Regions from separate parts of the Macaca fascicularis genome. Here region 1 is linked to region 2. The links are chromatin contacts, called in public Hi-C maps. All regions are on one chromosome and are shown on one strand. Each heading gives the region's core, a stretch centred on a gene start, on an enhancer-like site or on the middle of the called end of the contact. The rest is flanking DNA. Distances are from core to core; before and after follow the strand shown. Region 1 has its middle 36 kb from the start of SRSF5. Region 2 holds the start of SUSD6 (sushi domain containing 6).

Region 1 (5,648 bases), core at 1,331-3,830, 120 kb after region 2:
ATCTGGGTTCACACCACTGCACTTCAGTCTGGGTGAGAGAAATCCTGTCTCAAAACAAAACAAAACAAAAGGGCAGGGCGTAGTGGCTCACGCCTGTAATTCCAGCACTTTGGGAGGCCGAGGCGGGCAGATCACAAGGTCAGGAGTTTGAGACCAGTCTAACCAACATAGTGAAACCCTGTCTCTACTAAAAACAGAAAAATTAGCTGGATGTGGTGGCAGGCGCCTATAATCCCAGCTACTTGGGAGACTGAGGCAGGAGAATTGCTTGAACCCGGGAAGCGGAGGTTGTGGTGAGCCAAGATCGCACAACTGCACTCCAGCCTGGGTGACAGAGCGAGACGCCTTCTCAAAAAACAAACAAACAAACAAAAGGGCATGCTACCTAGATACAGAAGGAATAGAAGGAATAAGTTAACAAGAAATTTTAAAAATTTATCTGATCTCTTGTTGCAAATTAGTAATCTGCCTTATGGGACAGGTCACACAGCTACCTGCAGGGCCTTGCTTAAGAACAATAAACAATTCTCATTGCCTGCTATTTTCATCTACTTTATCCGGAAAATTAAAATTATTTGTTGGGACTTTTAGTATTATGGATGGAATTGTTCCCCCTTCCCCCCATTCATATGTTGGAGTGTTGAAGTCCTAACTCTCAGTCCCTCAGAATGTGATCGTATTTGGGGATAGGGTCTTTAAAGAGGTAATTAAGTCAAAATAAGGTCACCCGATGGCCCTAATGCAATATAACTGGTGTCCCTACAAGAAGAGGAAATGGAAGATGATGTGAAGACACGGGGAGAAGACAGCCTTGTATGAGCCAAGGAGAGGTCTGGAACAGATTTTGCCCTCACGGGCCTGGGGATGAACCAAACTTGCTGACATCCTGCTATTGGACTTCCAGCATCCAGAATGTAAGAACATAAATTTCTGTTGTTTAAACAACAGTCTATGGACTGTTCAGGCTGCCCAGTCTATGGAAGACTGTAATGGCAGCCCTAGCAAACTCATACATTCAGTCTCAGAAGTGGGGGTTGGACCAGGGCTTCTTCCCACGACCAGAACACATGCAGGCCAAGTGCGGTGGCTCATGCCTGTAATCCCAGCACTTTGGGAGAACTGAGGTGGGCGGATCATTTGAGGTCAGAAGTTTGAGACCAGCCTGGCCAACATGATGAAACCCCGTCTCTACTAAAAATACAAAAACTAGCCCAGCATGGTGACTCTTGCCTGTAGTCCCAGCTACTCGGGAGGCTGAGGCAGAAGAATCACTTGAATCCAGGAGGTGGAGGTTACAGTGAGCTGAGATGGTGCTACTGCACTCAAGCCTGGGTGACAGAGTGAGGCTCTGTCAAAGAAAAAAAAAAGAACACATTCAGAGAATGGGCAGGCAGCCAGCATGGAGGGAGCTGATGAGGGAACTAGTGAGAAAGGGAAGAAGGCACCCAGTGGGGCAGGACTTTCAATGCCATACTAAGGATATGGATGTGATTCTGCAGGCAAATGGGAGTCATTGAAGGATACTGAAGAGAAGAATGGTGTGCTCTCAGTGTAACATATCAGGAAAGAGCTTGATGGACAGTGGATTGGAGTGGACACCAACTGGAAAGACCGCTGCAGGCATCTGGTAAAAGATGTTCATTAGCCCTCAGGTGATGAGAGCAGAAGGGGGGCTTGACTTAGTTAGAATTCACAGAATTGCTCATGTATTTGGGAAAATCATTCAGGTGAGGCGTCTTGAGCTTTGTGGCTGACTGTATGGAAAGGAATGAGAAACAAAGGGATCAAAAAGGCTGCTTATCTCTATGCATAGCAAGGAGAAGAAAGGCGGGAAAGACAGAGAAATGAACAAATTGCTTTGATTTGGAAGAGTGTGTGCAGGGAACCTGTGCAGAGGGCTGGAGCGCATGGGTCTGTGGACTGTGACCAGGACGTGGAGCAGGGTCCATCACACTTGTTCAGAGGGAAGGACCAAAGCCTGTTTCAGGAAATTGCTTCTGAGGTGAAATAGAAGTGGTGTGTCTCCCAGAGGAAGATGTAAGGGAACTTGAAGGACCAGAGTACAGCCCACCTGTGAGAGGCAGTAATTTAGCCCCTCCCATTTTTCTCCATGGCCAGATCTTGGGGGCACCATGCCGACGGCTCTGCGGGGTCTGTTGCAGGCCTAGTTTTTCATTCCTGGGATAGAGTATGGAGGCTGCGGTGGGAGGATCACCTGAGCCCAGGAGATCGAGGCTGCAGGGAGCTGTGTTCGTGCCAATGCACTCCAGCCTAGGCGCCAGAATGACACCCTGTCTCAAAACGAGCAAACAAAAAACAAACCAAAACAAAACTAATGATGCAAAATTTTAAAATTAAAAAAAAGAAGAAAATACAGGATCCACGAAGAGGAGTGGATCCACCCCGTCTTCCTTCCCCGCTGCCATGCCCTTTGGCAGGCAGCCGTCCTCACGCCCAGAAAGCCCCAGCTTCGGAGTACGAGGGCAAATTCTTCTGCCTGCACAGGCCGGGGTGCTCGCCACCCTCGCGGTCCGCGTGCGCGTCCTCACGCAGGCTCAGCAGCGCCCGGGCCTGCAGCAGAGGCCGGAGGAAGCACCACGGGCAGCTCAGACCCGAGGGCGCAAGGGCGCGCCGGGCAGGCAGGGCCAGGGCAGAGGGTCCGATTTCCTCCCTCTGACTGGAAAAAAAAGCCGCTCTCCCTGGGAAGAACTCGAAGAAGTTGGATGTCTGATCTTCACCTTGGATTTGGGGTCTCGGCCTGCGGGCGACTCACCCCACCCACCAGGAGCCCACGAAGCCGGGCCGGCTCAGCCCGCTGGCGCCATCTAGTGTCGAGTGAGGAGGCGGCCTTCTGCGGCTGGAGGCGACGCTTGGGCTTGGGGTGAGTTAGCCTCCAGGTTATCAAAACGGGGATCAGCGGGGAGTCGGGGGTGTGACAGCCAGTCCTGCTTGGACTCTGTATTCTGTTTGCTAGAGCTGCGGTAACAAATTCCACTAACTGGGTGGCTTGAGGCAGCAGAGGTGTCTTCTGTCACAGTTCTGGAGGCCAGAAGTCTGAAATCAAGGCTTGGGCAGGGCCGTGTCCCCTCCTCAGGCTCTAGGGAGAGTCTGTCCTGGCCTCTTTCTAGCTTTTGGCGGCTGCCCGCAGTTCTTGTTGTGGGTTTGCTTACAGATGCCTCCTCATTCCAGTTTCTGTCTTCCTGTATGTCCAGGCCCCGATCTCCCTCCTCCTATAAGAGCATGAGTTATAGGATTAGAGCCCACTCAATCCAGTAGGACTCATCTTAACCTGATCACAGCCTATTTTCGCATAAGATCACATTCAGAGGAACCAGAGGTTAGGACACCCTCCATAGAATCTTTTCGCTCGACAGATGTGCCTGGAGCACCTGCAAGGTGCCAGGCTGGTGCTGAGGGTTGGGCACACGGAGCTGCTCTGTCCTTGAGGTTCTCACGACTGACACTAATAGTGTTATCACTGATCCATGTCCCTCTTCAACCTTGACTCCTTAGTGCCTAGCAGGGCCGGCCCAGAAGCCCTGTATTTCATTGAATTAGGAAGGAAGGATGGAGGAGGGCAGGAGAGAGGAAAGAAGGGTTGCAGGAATGATGCAGGGAGACCACGCAGCCGGGAAGTGGGTGCAGAGCAGTTGGCTAGGGCTTTACAGAGCAAGTGCTTTTGGAGCTGGGTCTTGAACAAATAGCAGTTTAGTTGCCAGGCAGAAGAGATGGGCCAGGGGGAGAGGCATTCTAGGCAGAGCTAACAGGTGGGCAATGCCCAGTTGTGAGTGGTGTCGTGAGGTTGGGGAGTTTGGGAGCCGGGTGTGGTTGGAAGGGAGGGTGTGGGGGCAAGGTGCTGTCAAATGGCTCAGACCTGGAGACTGTGGCTCTATGGTGAAAGGCTTTTAGAGCCATTCTCTTGGCTTGAAGTATCTTGTAGGTGGGCACCCTAGAAGGTTTTAAAGCATGTGCTAGGTGTCATAATTACCAGGGGTGGAGAAGGTGCAACAGGCAGAGACCCATGAAACAGAGGTCCATAGACTATCCTATCTTATAAATAAAAACTATTATTATTTTTTGAGACAGTGTAGGACTGTAATCTGATCTGATACATTCTATCCATTAATATCTGAGTTAAATATGTTATTAGCTCCCAATCCAGACCCCAGGAGAGGATTCTTGGATCTTCCGCAAGAAAGAATTCAGGGCCAGTCCACAGAGTAAAGTGAAAGCAAGTTTATGAAGAACATAAAGGAATGAAAGAATAGCTACTGTATAGACAGAGCAGTGGCATGGGCTGCTCAACTGAGTATATTTATAGTTATTTCTTGATTATATGCTAAACAAGGCATGGATTATTCTTGAGATTTCCAGGAAAGGGGTGGGAATTCCTGGAACTGAGGGTTCCTCTTCCTTTTAGACCATATAGGGTAACTTCTGGACATTGCCATGGCATTTGTAAATGGTCATGGCATTGGTGGGAGTGTCTTTTAATATGGTAATGCATTATAATTAATGTATAATGAGCAGTGAGGATGACCAGAGGTCACTCTCATCATCATCTTGGTTTTGGTGGGTTTTAGCTGGCTTCTTTTTTTTTTTTTTTTTTTTTTGAGATGGAGTTTTGCTCTTGTGCCCAGGTAGGTGTGCAATGGCACGATCTCAGCTCACTGCAACCTCCGCTTCCCGATTCAAGCGATTCTCCTGCCTCAGTCTTCTGAGTAGCTGATTTAGCCAGCTTCTTTACTGCATCCTGTTTTATCAGTGTGGTCTTTGTGACCTGTATCTTGTAACCTCTATCTCATCCTGTGACTTAGAATGCCTAACTGTCTGGGGATGCAGCCCTGTAGGTCTCAGCCTTATTTTACCCAGCCTTGGATGGGTAAAGTGCTGGGATTACAGGCATGAACCACTGTGCCTGGACTGACTTGCTTGTTTTTACAGAGATAATCAATCCAGAGTGATGAAACAGACAAATGCTTTGGTTCATGCATCCATCCATCCATCCATCCATCCATCCATCCATCCATCCGGTATTTACTGAGTGTCACCAAGGACTTGCCAAGGTCACATTGCTGTTTAGTAATCCAGCCTTGGATGATTGTTTATACAAAGTTTAATACAAGAAAAACTTCACTGTCTGTCTATTTTCTGGCCTTTTTTTTTCTTTTGAGACAGAGTCTTGCTCTTTTGCCCAGTCTAGGATGCAGAGGCACAATTATACCTCACTTCAGTTTCGACCTCCTGGCCTCAAGTGATCCTTCCACCTCAGCCTCCTGAGTAGGTGGGACTACAGGTGCCATCACGACACCTGGCTAATTTTTTTCTATTTTTTATAGAGACAAGGGATCTCATTATGTTGCCCAGACTGGTCTCAAACTACTGGCCTCAAGTGATCCCCCCACCTTGGCCTCCCAAAGTGCTGGGATTATGGGCATGAGTCATTGTGCCCAGCCTTTTCTGGCCATTTTATTATTTGTTTTATTCTGTATTAGTCTGTTTCCACACTGCTGATAAAGACATACCTGAGACTAGGCAATTTACAAAATAAAGAGGTTTAATTGGACTTACAGTTCCACATGGCTGGGGAAGCCTCACAATCATGGAAGGCAAGGAGGAGCAAGTCTCATCTTACATGGATGGCAGCA
Region 2 (6,001 bases), core at 2,133-4,632:
TGTTCTAAAATATTGTACAACTCTGTAAATATACTAAAAACCATTGAATTGTTCACTCTAAATGTACAATTGTACATGTACAAATTTGTACAATTTGTAAAGTTATACAAAATAAATATACAAATTTAAACTGTAACTTGCTGGTATGTGAATATCTCAATAAAACTGTTAATTAATTTATTTATTTGAGACATAGTCTCACTCTGTCGCACAGGCTGGAGTGCAGTGCAGTGGTGCAATCTTGGCTCATTGCAGCCTCTGCCTCCCAGGTTCAAGCAATTCTTTTGACTAGCCTCCCACATAGCTGGGATTACAGGCGTGCACCACCATGTCCGGCTAATTTTTGTATTTTTAGTAGAGATGAGGTTTTGCCATGTTGGTCAGGCTGGTCTTGAACTCCTGGCCTCAAATGATCGCGCTGCCTCAGCTTCCCAAAATGCTGGGATTACAGTGTGAGAAAGCTGTTAAAAAAAAAAAAAAAAAAAAAAAAACTTAAAAATTTTAAACAATTTTATTTTTAAAAATCTATGATCCCTCCCACTTGAGAATGTCTGTCTAAATTATTTTTAACCTTCATCTTGTGAGATCTTTTCAATGACAGAAAGATGATATTCACCCCAGACAAGGAAGCACCATTCCATTTTGCAGGTGAGAAGAGCAAGGGCTATGTGTAGAATGTAACAGGGGCTTTTCATCAGCTCAACAGAGGAGGCCAATGGAACTTCAGATGGGAGAGGAAGAGAAGACAGGAAAGGCTGGTGAGCCGGCATTTATAAAGGGAGGAGACTTGACCCTGATTCTGGCAATTCAAAGCAGAAGGAAATGGATGCTAATCCCAGCTGTAATCCCAGCTACTCAGGAGACTGAGGCAGGAGAATCCCCTGAACCCAGGAGGTAGAGGTTGCCGTGAACTCAGATCACACCACTGCACTCCAGCCTGAGCGACAGAGCAAGACTCCGTCAAAATACATACATACATACATATTTAAAATGTTTAAAATTTTTAATTTAATACTATTCTGTGGCACTTTGGGGCTCAACCAAAGTGCCACAGAAAAGTAGAAGCAGCAGCTTTGGGAAGATTCTGAAGGGTAAGTGGAGAAGGCCTTCAAGATTGAGGAAACAGCATGGGCACCTGGTTTGTGACTGAGATGTGACAGGAATGGCTTGTTAGAGACCAGCAGGTGGTATGGGGAGGCTGGAGTGGGGTGTGTGGAGGGATGGAGAGCATTTGGGCCCAATTGTGGAGAGCACAGGATACTACAGTCCTTGCTGATGAGTTTGAGTTCATTCTGTGGACCCTGAAGGTCAGGGAGAGGATTTTTTTTTTTTTTTTTTTTTTTTGAGACAGTCTCACTCTCTCACCCAGGCTGGAGTGCATGGCACAATCTAGGCTCACTGCAACCTCTGCTTCCTGAGTTCAAGCGATTCTCCTGCCTCAGACTCCCGAGTAGCTGAGATTACAGGCATGTGCCACCATGCCTGGCTAATTTTTGTATTTTTAGTAGAGAAGGGGTTTCACCATGTTGTCCAGGCTGGTCTCAAACTCTTGACTTCGTGATCCGCCCGCCTCGGCCTCCCATAGTGTTGGGATTACAGGCGTGAGCCACCGTGCCCGGCTGAGGATTTTTGGGTAGTGATGGACAGATCTGCATAGGGTCTCATAAGGGATTTTATAAGGTGGCAGTTCTTGCATGAAGTTACTGAGCCTCTTAGTGGCCAAACTGACTTCAGTGCACAGCCAAGGGCTCAGTTACCTCAGCAGTTGATCTGACCTGAACCATCCATGCCTGCTTTCTTCCCTTTCTTCTCTTTCTTTTTCTCCTTCTCTCCATTCGTCTTCTCCAATTCTTCCTCCATCCCTTTCCCTTGCTTCCTTCCCTCCTTGTCCCCTCCCTGAGCCTTGGGTCTGCCTGGCGTGTTCCTGCTGCCCACACTGATTTGGTTGCGCTCTGCTGCAGACCCAGGTAGTTCTGAGGTTTGCTTTTCAATCTTCTAGTGGTCTGGGCAGTGTGGCCCCAAATGAGCAGGAAGGGAGGGGTGCCCATCTTCTCTAATGAGTGTGGACCCAAGAAGGCAAGGACGAAAGAAGGCAGAACAAGGATAGGCTTATGAAAAAGTCAACAAGCCACAGGTTGCTGTGGGGCCCAGAAGGGAAGGGTTCTTTTGGGGATGGGTCTGTGTGCATGGGGAGGAGCATCCTGTTTATTTGGTTCAAGCTACTTCACAAGGACATGCCCTGTTAATTCACAGCACTTTTCCTGAAAGCCTACTAGAACTAGGGCTGGTGAGAGGCCCTGAGAAGGTGTATCCTTTTGTCCAAGAGCATCTGGGAGAAGAGGCCTGCCTGACCCAAGCTGCAGCAAAGACACAAGTCTGTAGGTCCAGATGTGAACTCTACCACTGATTTACAAGTAGGAGTTCCTTAACATTTATTGAGGACCTCGGAGACCTACAAGGTGCAAGGCCCTGGGGCACAAAGATAAAAAGCCAGAGTCCTCCCCATCAAGGCGCCACGGGCCCTGTAAACACATAAACCGAGGACACACTGCATGAGAGATCACCAATAAACGATGTAGCCATACAGTGCACAAACTGCTCACTCAGTATGTGCTAGAAAATAGCCCCAGGAGGCAAGGCTCAAGAGGGGAAATACAGTTAGGAATGTGGCAGGCCTCTAGCCCGGGCTCTGCCAGTCGTGCCTCAACTGCGGTTTTCTCAACCTTGAGATCCCTTGTGTGCTTTTAGCATGCTGAAGGATCACTCACTTCGGAATGCTAGTGAAAATACAGATTCCCAAGTCCGACCCCACTGAACCACAATGGCTGGAGGTGGGGCCCCGAATCTGCATTTTCACCCCCACCCACCCCCCGGGCAGCTTTAATGTTGGCAGACTAGGAACCAGTTTAGAGTACTGCTTAACAGGGAGATAATAACCTGCTTCAGAGATAGTTCAGACGAGCAATTCAACAGGTAACAAGGCAACATGCGTCAAAAGCCTTGTAAACCTGACGGCAGTACAATTCTTTTCAAATCATAGTAATTCAATAATGCAAATAATAATAATAGTAAACGAACTGAAGAGCGCACTGCAAACGCCGCACAGTCCAGCTGAGTCGGTGCCACCGCCCCATCCACTCCAGCGCAGAGGGACTGTCCCTTTAAGGACCCCCCACCTCCCCAACCGCGTCGCTTCTCCCGTGGGTACCTGGCCCGGCCGGCGGCGCGTGCGTGCGGGGCCTCCCGGCGGGGCGGTCGGGGCGGTCGCGGCGGCGCGACGCCGGCGCGACGCCGTCGCTGTTGCGTGCGCGCCTGGCACCGCCCCTTCCCCGCCCCCTCCCCCTCCGCGGGGCCTCCCCCGCCCGCGCGGTACAGCTGGGTTAGTGACGCGGACGCTGCAGCCGCCGCTACCGCCGAGTTCTATTCTCCCAAGCCGGCGACCGCCCCGCCACCTCCCTCCCTCCCGCCCGCTTCCTCTGCCCACAGCGCCGGCCAGAGCGAGCTAGACAAGGGCAAGCGGGGCCTCCCCTAGACCCGAGAAGGCTGCGGGCGCGCGCAAGCGGCGGCGTGGAAGCGGTGAGCGCCCCCATCCCGGAGGTCTCCGCCGGCTCCCGGGTGAGTTGTCACGGCGGGCGGGGGGCGGCGGGGCAGGCATTGTGCCCCCGACGCGCCCGGCCGGCTGTCAGGGGCGCGGGACCAGCGCGCACCGCCCAGGATTGACGCTGGCCGGAGCCCGGGCCGGCTTCGGCGGCTCCCCGCTCTTCTCTGCGCCGGCCCGCTGTCACCCGGCCGCGAACCGCGCCGCTGGGAGCCCCGCGCTGGCGTGGCGCGGCCGGCGGGCCGGCAGTGGGGGCTGCGCGGCCGGGGGGACCAGCGGCTGGTTTGCGGCCGGGAACTTAGTGACCTGCGGTCCGGGGCGCGCCGTCCCGCGTCGCTGCCGGGGCAGCGCCGGCAGAGCCAGACGCCGTGCCGGTGGGTGCGGAGGAGGTAGGCAGAGGCCCTCTGTGCCACTGTCATTACTGCCCTCAGCCCAGCAAAACTGCGGGGCTTGCGCTGGGGCGGGCAGGGCTGGCTTAGAGAAGGTGGATTTCCTGAGGAAATCTCAGAGCTCGCCTGTGCGCTCCGCAGCGTTCGGGAGCCCCCGCGCCTCGGCTGCTCTTTAATCTCAAAAACGTCTCTTGTTAACCAGGCTAAACTCCCCGAAACCAGCTCTTTTCTTTCAAAAAGTAGGCACGTACATACAGACTTTCCTTTTTTACGCTTGGTTTTGAGACCCCAGCTATGAGTGTGGATCTGACTCTCCCTCATGGGAGTCGTGGCTGGGGAGCTGCTGAAGTGGAGAAAAGTTACTCTGGATGAATTTAGGAGCAGGAGGGGGAGGTGGTTATGCGGACAGCAAGACCCAGAAGCAAAGAGGCGTCAAAATAAAGTCTTGGTCTGGTTAAAGGGAAGTTGGCGTCTGGGCAAAGAGGCCTAAAGCTGTTGTTCCCACAAAATTTTCTTTCGGTGGCAGGCGACATGCTGGGCTTTGTTGCTCTTGCTAACTGGGCTCCTGTGTGCTCTTCCAGAGGTGCAGTAAGATTACTCGGTTCAATTAGGCCTAGGGATTTACCCCCTTTTTTGATCTACAGAGATGGGAAGCGTGGCTTTCCACCCTTCACAGTAGTTAATTCATTTCTTGCTGTTTTCGTTCTTCTTGTGTTAAAAAAATACATAGGAGTTACGCACACACACCTTTTCTGTTTTGGGAATTCCACACCCAAATTGTCACCATCTAGTGGAGGCTAGTAGAGACATGTGCTTGGCACTGACTTCTGAGTTCTCTGGGCTTTATGTTTTTAGCTAGAAGCATATTCAACCAGAAATTAAAATTTTCCTGGAGTTGGGTGAGGTATTTCTGCATCTCAGGAAAGAAGGTATTTAATTAAGCAGCAATGATATGGAAAGGTTCTTGAGGACTTACTGAGTACCAAGCTTTGTGCTAAGGGCTTTACTTTTTTGAACTTATTTAATAAACAACAGACTTTTGAGGTAGATATTATTATCCCCATTCTTCTAGTTGAGACCCAAACCAAACAAGTTAAATAACTCGCCCGTGTCAGTTAGGTATCTCATGGTGGAGCCCACAGTCTGAACTACTAGATTATACTGCTGGTTTCCGGTTTGTTTACCTTTTGGTAAAATTGAACCTGGAGTCTTTCTAAAACCTTCTCAAAGCACTGCTGCTTCAGGCTGTTTCTCAGATCAGGAGCATTCTAAACTCTTTCTCCAGGGTACACACTTACGGTATGTTTGCATAAGAGTCATTTGTTCATTCTTTCCTTCAGTACTCCCAAGTATTTATGTGATACACAATGTATGCCAGGCACTGTGCTATGTATTGCAGGTACTGCATTGAGTAAGTCAGAATCCAGCTCTCATGGACTCACAGCCTTTAAGTCAATTTGTTTTGGTTTATGTTGTTAGCTTTCATTGTTGGCCATTTGCTGCTGAAAGAACTTCTGCCCAGCGAGTTAAACAGAGGACAGTATTGGTATGAGTCCTGATAGATAGGACTTCCTGTCTACAGAGTAATTTTTTGGATATTGTAGTAGAAATGGCATATGAAACAAATCCTCACTTACACCTAGATAGAGCCAGGTGCCAGGATGCTCAGTGTTTGAACACCTGAGAGCAAATCCACTGTCAAATGGCTGAGTTTGACTTCTTTCGCTGAAGCCTACCTTCTGAAAGCCCAGAATTTGGTGAGATAGAAGAGGAAGAAGGGTGGAATGAGGTGTTACAGATGCAGGCTGGCAGATAAAGAGATCTCAGCACTTTGTCTGTTTTCCTGGCCAGTCTCTGAGGTGTGATGATTGAACTTGTGTTCTTTTTTATTTTTTTGAGATAGAGTCTCACTCTGTCACCCAGGCTGGAGTGCAGTGGCGCAATCTTGGCTCACTGCAACCTTCGCCTCCCAGGTTCAAACGATTCTCTGCCTCAGCCTCCTGAGCAGCTGGGA

What was found. Hi-C and Micro-C count contacts between places; a contact is called where the count stands out from the background.
Region 1: a contact with region 2 is called in a Hi-C map of skeletal muscle, with 5 times the contacts expected there. The contact joins the enhancer-like site here to the promoter of SUSD6 in region 2. A contact is called at or near these places in 2 of 2 Hi-C or Micro-C datasets (liver and skeletal muscle).

What each region holds. Positions count from the first base shown.
Region 1 is chr7:137,645,966-137,651,613 of T2T-MFA8v1.1, forward strand. No RefSeq gene overlaps it. Among named protein-coding and RNA genes, the nearest start is that of SRSF5, 36 kb to the right of the region's middle. Within about 2 kb of position 2,581, at least 5 of the 6 cell types and tissues checked have an H3K27ac peak or open chromatin away from gene starts, as enhancers often do.
Region 2 is chr7:137,528,874-137,534,874 of T2T-MFA8v1.1, forward strand. It overlaps SUSD6 (sushi domain containing 6), which reads left to right and starts at 3,383. Exons shown (of 6, transcript XM_005561611.4): 1 at 3,383-3,615. It overlaps LOC123574579 (a long non-coding RNA gene), which reads right to left and starts at 3,276. Exons shown (of 2, transcript XR_006699598.3): 1 at 3,209-3,276.